Regions from separate parts of the Ovis aries genome. Here region 2 is linked to region 1. A link is a contact called in public Hi-C data. All regions are on one chromosome and are shown on one strand. The core of a region is the stretch at or near the end of the contact, and the rest is flanking DNA. Distances in the headings are between cores, read along the strand shown.

Region 1 (3,815 bases), core at 929-3,428:
CTACCTCGCTACTACCACAATAGCCAACCATGAGGCTCTGCCTTCTCTAAATTGGTGAGAGCATATAAAATTGGGTGTCTCAACCTCAGCCCTACTGATATTTTGAACCAGGGGACTTTTTGTTGTGGGGGACTGTCCCTCAGCCTGTGTCGGCTAGATGCCAGTAGCACACACAGCCTTCTCCACAGTCCACCTGCAGTTGTGACAACCCAAACTGTCTCCAGACACTGGTAAATGTGAGGGGCTGAAGGGACAGTTGAAACAGCTCCATAGGTGATTCTGATCCAACACTGAGGAAGGCAAACCTCTGAGAACCACTGTAGTGGGCAGGAGTGTGCATCAGTAACAATATTAAGCAACTTGTGAGAAATGCAAACCAGGATGAAGTGGAATTTCTGGAAATATGTAAAGATATTGAATCTCCTTAGAGGAAGAAAATGATGGAAGCTGTCCTCAGCTCATAACAGCCTTCCTTCAGGTTTGGACTAATCCACAAACATTTAGGGAGTGTCTACTACGCTTCTGGACTAAAGCAGCACAGTTTTTGGTGCTGGGGATGTAACAGTGAATAAAATTTCCAAAAGTTTCTTCCCTCATAGAGGGCAGGGTTTACATTACTAGATGGAGAGGAGAAAAACAACACACAAAAAATGAATATAAAATATGTAGTATATTATAGGGTAATAAGTGTTATGCTGCTGCTGCTAAGTCGCTTCAGTAGGATATAGAAAAAACCTAAAAAGAGAACAGCGTGCTAGGTAAGGGGATTCAGTTTGGGGAGGTCAAAGAAAGAACCACTGAGCTGATTGCATTTGAACAAAGATATCTGAAGGTGGAGATGGTGCTGGCCGTGAGACCAGGAAGGAAGAGCATTCCAAGCAGAGGGAACAGCAATTGCAAAGCTCCTGAGGCAGGAGTGTGCTCGCCTGTCTGAAGGACCACAGGAAGCCAGTATGACTGCAGCAGACCCAGAGCAGGGGACTGGAGATGAGGTGACAGGGAGATCTTGGGGGCAGCTCAGAGGCCCTGTAGAGTCTAAGGTGTGGAACATGGTGAAAACGTCTGCTTTCACTCTGAGGGATCTGGGCAGACAAGTGTCATTCCTGAATGGTCTGGTTGTTGTGAATATGTCAGGAAGGCAAGAGTGGATGAATAGAAACCAACTAAGAAAGTGTTTCTGCTAAGGGAGAAATGATGGCGTGGACATGGGTAGTAGTGCTTGAAGTGGGATTCTTGACTTATTCTGAAGGTAGGGCAGACAGGAATTGCCTGTGCTTTGGGTGTGGGCTGTGAGAGAATGCGGAGGAGTCGAGATCTTTGACAAGAGCTGCTGGCTCCAACGATCCTCTTCCGGGAATCTCCTAATCCTTACTGCAGAGAAAGGGGTCCCAAGGAGATCTCTGGAAACACATCTGCCTCGGAGACCATCCCAGTTTGATTCCTCCTTGTGTTCCCAGCGCTGACACAATAATAGAGCAGCCATCAGCCACTGGGCACTGACTCTCTCTCCAACCAAGCACTGTACCAGGGGCTTCCCAGACAAGGTGCAGGGTTCAGGAAGGTGCGTATGATCAGATCCAACGCTTAGAGAAGAAACGGAGTCACGAGAGGTTAAGTGTGTTCCTATCACAGAGGCAGAGCCAGGGTTTCCACCCAGACTTTCCTCCACTCCCAAACAACCAGGGAGGGGGCTCCGTAACAGCAGTTAAAAATGCACGAGCGAACAAAGCACAAGGCTGGCAAGCGCCAGGCCCCGGGCGAAGGGAGGCTAACGGCCGCGGCTCCCGCCTCCCGGCCGCGCTGCAGAGGACACCTGTTCAGCCGGGGACCCGTCCCGCGCCTCCGGCGCCAGCAGCCCCCTCAGGCCCACCTCTGCCTCCTCCATTTATTTACCTGTTGCGGCACCGCGGCTCCCACGCTGGTTCCCGGGGCCGCGCCCGCCCCCGCCACAGCCCCGGCTACGGCGGTGGCCGCCGCCGCCACCACAACCGTCGTCAGGGCGGCCATCTTTTCACGCCGCGCCGCGCGCTCCAGCGGCGGCCACCCGGGTCTGGAGTGGCGGGCTTCGGTCGTGCGGAGATCCGGGCTCTGCCGGGGCGGCTGGGCTCCTCCACAGGGATGCAGAGCGCGACGGAGATGCGGGGCGGAGCCGGGCCGAGCGGCGAGGCGGGGCGGGTTCGGAACCAGGGCGGGGCCGGGGAGGGGGGGGGGCGGGGCAGGGGCGGGGCCGGAGCGCAGGGCGGGGCCGGAGCGCAGGGCGGGGCCGGAGAGCGGGGCGGGGCCGGAGCGCGGGGCGGGGTCGGAGCGCGGGACGTAGGCTGGGGCGGGACAGGGGCTGGAGCGCGGGACAGGGGCGAGGGCGGAGCGCGGGGCAGGGGCGGGGCCGGAGCGAGGCGGGGCCGGGTCGGAGCGCGGGGCGGGGCCGGAGCGGGGCGGGGCCGGAGCCGGGGCGGGGCCGGAACCGGGGCGGGGCGGGGACGGGGGCTGGGGCGGGGACCGGGGCTGGGGCGGGGACCGGGGCTGGGGCGGGGGCTGGGGCGGGGCGCGGTCGGAACCGGGGCGGGGCGCGGGGGCCGGCGCCGGGGGCCTGGGACCCGGGACCCGGGGCCGGGGGCCGGGGGCCGGGGGCCGAGGGGCGGGGGCCTGGGGCGGGGTGGGGACCGGGCCTTGGGGTGGGCTGTGCCGTGCTGTGTGGCGCGGTAGTATTGATATATCACCGTCCATGTATCTACTCTTACTCGGCAAAAATATTTCTCCTCGCCCCCGGTTCCCTAACTACCAGGAAAATTCACTCTCTTTCGCTGTCATACTTAAATTTATTCATGTCATATATATATTATATATATAGGTATCGATATATTCATAGATATAGGTACTTTGGGCTTCCCTGGTAGCTCAGACGGTAAAGCGTCTGCCTGCAATGTGGGAGACCTGGGTTCAATCCCTGGGTCAGGATGATTACCCTGGAGAAGGAAATTGCAACCCACTCCAGTACTCTTTTCCATCCTGGAAAATTCCATGGATGGAGGAGCCTGGTAGGCTGCAGTCCACGGGATCGCAGAGTCAGACACGACTGAGCAACTTCACAAAAAAACAAAGATAGATACTTTACAAAATAGAACTTTTGTAGGTTTCTGTTAAGTTCTGGTGAAACAGTATAAAGTGAAAAAAACATGATTGATGAGCCTAAACAATAAACGATATTTCACATTTTCAAACAAACAAAACAGAGCATGCCCCACCCCATCAGATATCAGAAGCAGGAATGGCCCACTCCGAGGACTTGGCCAAAGAGAAGAGAAATTCCAAAGATACAGTGTTGGGAAGTGGCGGGGGGAAAGGCAGAGATGACTTCTCCAGTCAAGGCATGTGCAACCAGTCACAATTCAGCTAGTTTGTGCTACCTTGCATTTTCTTCCTTTAAAGGAATGGATTCATCCATTCATCAAATCATTCATTCAGTCAATATCCAGCTGCCAGCCCTGGAAAATTAACTGTTGAATCAGGTGAACACACAAGATTCCTTCTTTCCAAACTTCTAGCAGTGACTTCAAACAAGTAAACAGCATATTTACTGAACATTTACTTTGTGCCAGCACTGTTCTAAATAATCTAGAGAAGTAGGTACTATTATCATTTTCATCTCACAGATATAGTTAAGTAACACAAGATCATACAGGTGGGAACTAGAATACAAGCTTGGGTGGCCTGACTCCAGAGATCCTCTGGGTAGAAATGTTAAACAGGCAGATGGATAAATGCTGCTGGAGCCCTGGACAAAGACTGGAGCTAAAGATATGAATTTGGTCTTCATC
Region 2 (3,846 bases), core at 108-2,607, 310 kb after region 1:
AAAGAGGATTGTGGTTTGTGTTAGAGAGCGCATAACTTATGGTAGGATTTGAGCTATCTTTCCAAGGCAGAGTCAACAGTTCGCTGAATGCTTGCATGTGGGGTCTGAGCTGAAAAGAGGAGTCAAATGACAATCCCTTAGACTTTCAGCCTCAATGGAGGGCAGTAACATTTCCTGTGATAAGGAAGGTAAATGAGAGAACAGAAGAGAGGACTGGGTGGATGCCTGTCAGTAATTCTTTTGGAACACACTAAATTTAACTGCCCATCAGACTTCCAAGTGGACATGTTAAGCTAGATACGAGATGTTAATCTAGAGCTCAGGAGAGAAGTGAAGCTAGAAAAAAAAATCTGGAAGTCATCAGCTTATAGATGGTATTTAGAGTCATGAAAAATGGCTTGGGATAAAAATTGCCTTGGGAGAAAGTAACCCAACACCGTAGCAGTGTAACTGTGGTGGCTGAGAAGAGGAGAAGCCTGGAGACATAGAGTGGCCAGGGAGGCGGAAGGACATTCAGAGAGTGGTGACCTGACAGCCACATGAAAGAAAAAATATCGAGGAGGGAGCAAATAACTGATTCATAGGAGGTGAAAACTCGCACAGATAACTGATTTATCAGGAGGTATTTGTTAAATGAATAAATTTTTAAAATATCACAGGGAGCAAATGACTCTACAGATGAGGTGTAAAAGATCCAATACACAGCTGGACATCTGAGGAATGTTCATTTTGCTTCAGGAGGAGGAGGTAAGTCATTACTCTGTATCTGCTCATCTACTTTTTGATTTCAGTGAGTTGCTTAACTCCATCTGCAACCAACACATTAATTACGATGTTAAAACGGGCCATATTTTTAAAGTTTACTGCCATGAAAAACTGGATAGGTCCTAACAAATACTGAAAACGAGCTCACCGCTGCCAGCCCTAATTCTTTTCATCCAAATTAGCTTTTGGACAAGGTCCCAAATAAGCAAACCAAAACCAAAACTTTCAGCACAGACTCAAGCGTGCTTGGGGGAGACTCCCACCAGGAGAACTTTTAAGCCTTCTGAGACGCTGGGCTCTTTGCTTAGGGTTCTGAGATTTCTTAAAAAAAAAAAAAAAAGGTTTTCTAGTTAAAATGAAGCTTCAAGAAAGGTAGAGTTTCGAGAGGGATTCTCCCCTCGGAGGAAGGCGACTCAGCCGAATAGACGGCCGGCTCCCCCACCCCCCGGCTCCCCGAGGTGGCGGCCCGCCCAGCGCCCGACCCTCCCGGGCCCCGGCCCACCCGCGCGGACGCCGGCTACTTGCCGGGGAGGTGCGCTGCTCCGAGCCCCACGGCGACGTCTGCCTCGCCCGCCGAGCGCTGGGCCACTTCCGGTGGGCGGGGGTCGAGACGGCCGGCCGGCGGCGCGGACCCGCCCCACGCCCGCGGCACGAGCGCGGCGCGCGGAAGTCCGGGGGCCGGCGCGTCCCGCCCCTCGGGGGCGCGCCGCCGCTTGGAGGTTTACGGGCCCACCCCACCCGCGGGGAGGCCGGGGTGCATCAGGCTGGAAGTCTTCGGGTGGCGGCGGGAAGGAGCCGGCCGGGACGGCGAAGGAGAGGAGCTCGCGCAGGGGAGTTCAGCCCGCACTCCTGCCTTGGTGTTACTGTTTTTTAAAGGCCCGCGAGAGCCGACTCGGAGGCTGGGAGGGAAGAAGGGCTCCACTGTCTCTTCCCTGCAGACCTGGGCGCTGGGGTGGGAGCTGCAGCCGCGGCCTCTGCGTCTACCCAGCGCGCCCAAACACAGCCTGCAGCAAGCCCCGGGGCTCCCAACAGAAGCCTCTAGACTCTATAAAGGAAAGAAACAGCCAGTTTCACCCAAACTCTCTAAGACCCTCCTCGAGGTACAGCGACTCTCCAGTTCCTCCAGGTTGGTCCCTTGACTTTTCCTTTCTCTTTGGGGTTCTCTCACTGACGGCTGCAGCAATCAACCACATCCCTGGTTAGGGACGGTGGCGCGTCAGTAACCACCCCCCGCCCCCTAAACGCACACACGCACACATGCCGGGCCCAAAGCCACCTTGAGAAAGATTCCTTTCTCAGATTCTGTATCGCAGCGGAAACGCCACTGAATGTTTCAGTTCAGTTCAGTCGCCCGGTCGTGTCCGACTCTGCGACCCCATGAATCGCAGCACGCCAGGCCTCCCTGTCCATCACCAACTCCCGGAGTTCACTCAGACTCACGTCCATCGAATCAGTGATGCCATCCAGCCATCTCATCCTCTGTCGTCCCCTTCTCCTCCTGCCCCCAATCCCTCCCAGCATCAGAGTCTTCCGGTGAGTCAACTCTTCGCATGAGGTGGCCAAAGTACTGGAGTTTCAGCTTTAGCATCATTGCTTCCAAAGAAATCCCAGGGCTGATCTCCTTCAGAAGGGACTGGTTGGATCTCCTTGCAGTCCAAGGGACTCTCAAGAGTCTTCTCCAGCACCACAGTTCAAAAGCATCAATTCTTCGGCCCTCAGCTTTTTTCACATCCATACATGACCACTGGATAAACCATAGCCTTGACTAGACGGACCTTTGTTGGCAAAGTAATGTCTCTGCTTTTCAATATACTATCTAGGTTGGTCATAACTTCTTTCAAGGAGTAAGCGTCTTTTAATTTCATGTCTGCAGTCACCATCTGCAGTGATTTTGAAGTCCCCAAAAATAAAGTCTGACACTGTTTCCACTGTTTCCCCATCTATTTCCCATGAAGTGATGGGACTCGATGCCATGATCTTCGTTTTCTGAATGTTGAGCTTTAAGCCAACTTTTTCACTCTCCTCTTTCACTTTCATCAAGAGGCTTTTTTAGTTCCTCTTCACTTTCTGCCATAAGGGTGGTGTCATCTGCATATCTGAGGTTATTGATATTTCTCCTGGCAATCTTGATTCCAGCTTGTGCTTCTTCCAGCCCAGTGTTTTCATGATGTACTCTGCATATAAGTTAAATAAGCAGGGTAGGAAGAACAAAAAACAACCAAGTAATCTAAGACGATGAAAAGCCAGATCGTAATCCTACCATCTCTCAGGCTTCCAATCCTAATCATACCCAAAGACCCCAATTCAGAAATCACATACACGACCACCACCCCACCTCCCCTATCCTGTATGCGGGCCCTTTTCAGGCAATCCCTACTCACTGCTGAAGGAGGAGAACTCCATTAGGAAACCTCAGAGAAGACAATGAATAGTAAACTGGAATTGAAGGCCCACTCATGGGAAGAGTTGACTCACTGGAAAAGACTCTGATGCTGGGAGGGATTGGGGGCAGGAGGAGAAGGGGACAACAGAGGATGAGATGGCTGGATGGCATCACCGACTTGATGGACGTGAGTTTGAGTGAACTCCGGGAGTTGGTGATGGACAGGGAGGCCTGGCATGCTGCGATTCATGGGGTTGCAGAGTCAGACACGACTGAGCAACTGAACTGAACTGAACTGAGCTGAACCTGGATCTCCGGGGCTTCCCTGGTGGCTCAGCTGGTAAAGAACCCGCCTGCAATTCAGGAGACCCAGGTTCCATCCCTGGGTTAGAAAGATCCCCTGGAGAAGGGAATCCCCTGGAGGAGGGAACCCACCCCCGTATTCTTGCCTGAAGATTCCCATGGACAGAGGAGCACCTGGATCTCAGAGGCTTACTACATACAGGTAGAGCTAGGTTATTTTCTCTCCCTCTCCCCACTACCTAACATCAGGATGGACCATCGAAGGTGGCACTGGCTGACTAGTTACTTGGTGCAATGCCCTATTAAGCCTGTGTCAGCACAATTCATTATCCACCGACAGCGGGTTTTCCTCCACCCTGTTTCACCCTTTCAGGTAAATAGTCGCCTCCCTGTTC

What was found. A called contact is a pair of places that touch in the nucleus more often than the background predicts.
Region 2: a contact with region 1 is called in a Hi-C map of blood, with 3 times the contacts expected there. The contact joins the promoter of TICAM2 here to the promoter of CCDC112 in region 1. A contact is called at or near these places in 13 of 16 Hi-C or Micro-C datasets (blood, hypothalamus, liver and 6 more).

What each region holds. Positions count from the first base shown.
Region 1 is chr7:4,132,812-4,136,626 of ARS-UI_Ramb_v3.0, forward strand. CCDC112 (coiled-coil domain containing 112) reads right to left here and starts at 2,179. Exons shown (of 10, transcript XM_027971452.3): 1 at 1,894-2,179. The coding sequence starts at 2,007.
Region 2 is chr7:4,448,171-4,452,016 of ARS-UI_Ramb_v3.0, forward strand. TICAM2 (TIR domain containing adaptor molecule 2) reads right to left here and starts at 1,358. Exons shown (of 4, transcript XM_060418740.1): 1 at 1,291-1,358; 2 at 760-809. LOC132660149 (a long non-coding RNA gene) reads left to right here and starts at 1,491. Exons shown (of 2, transcript XR_009601397.1): 1 at 1,491-1,891.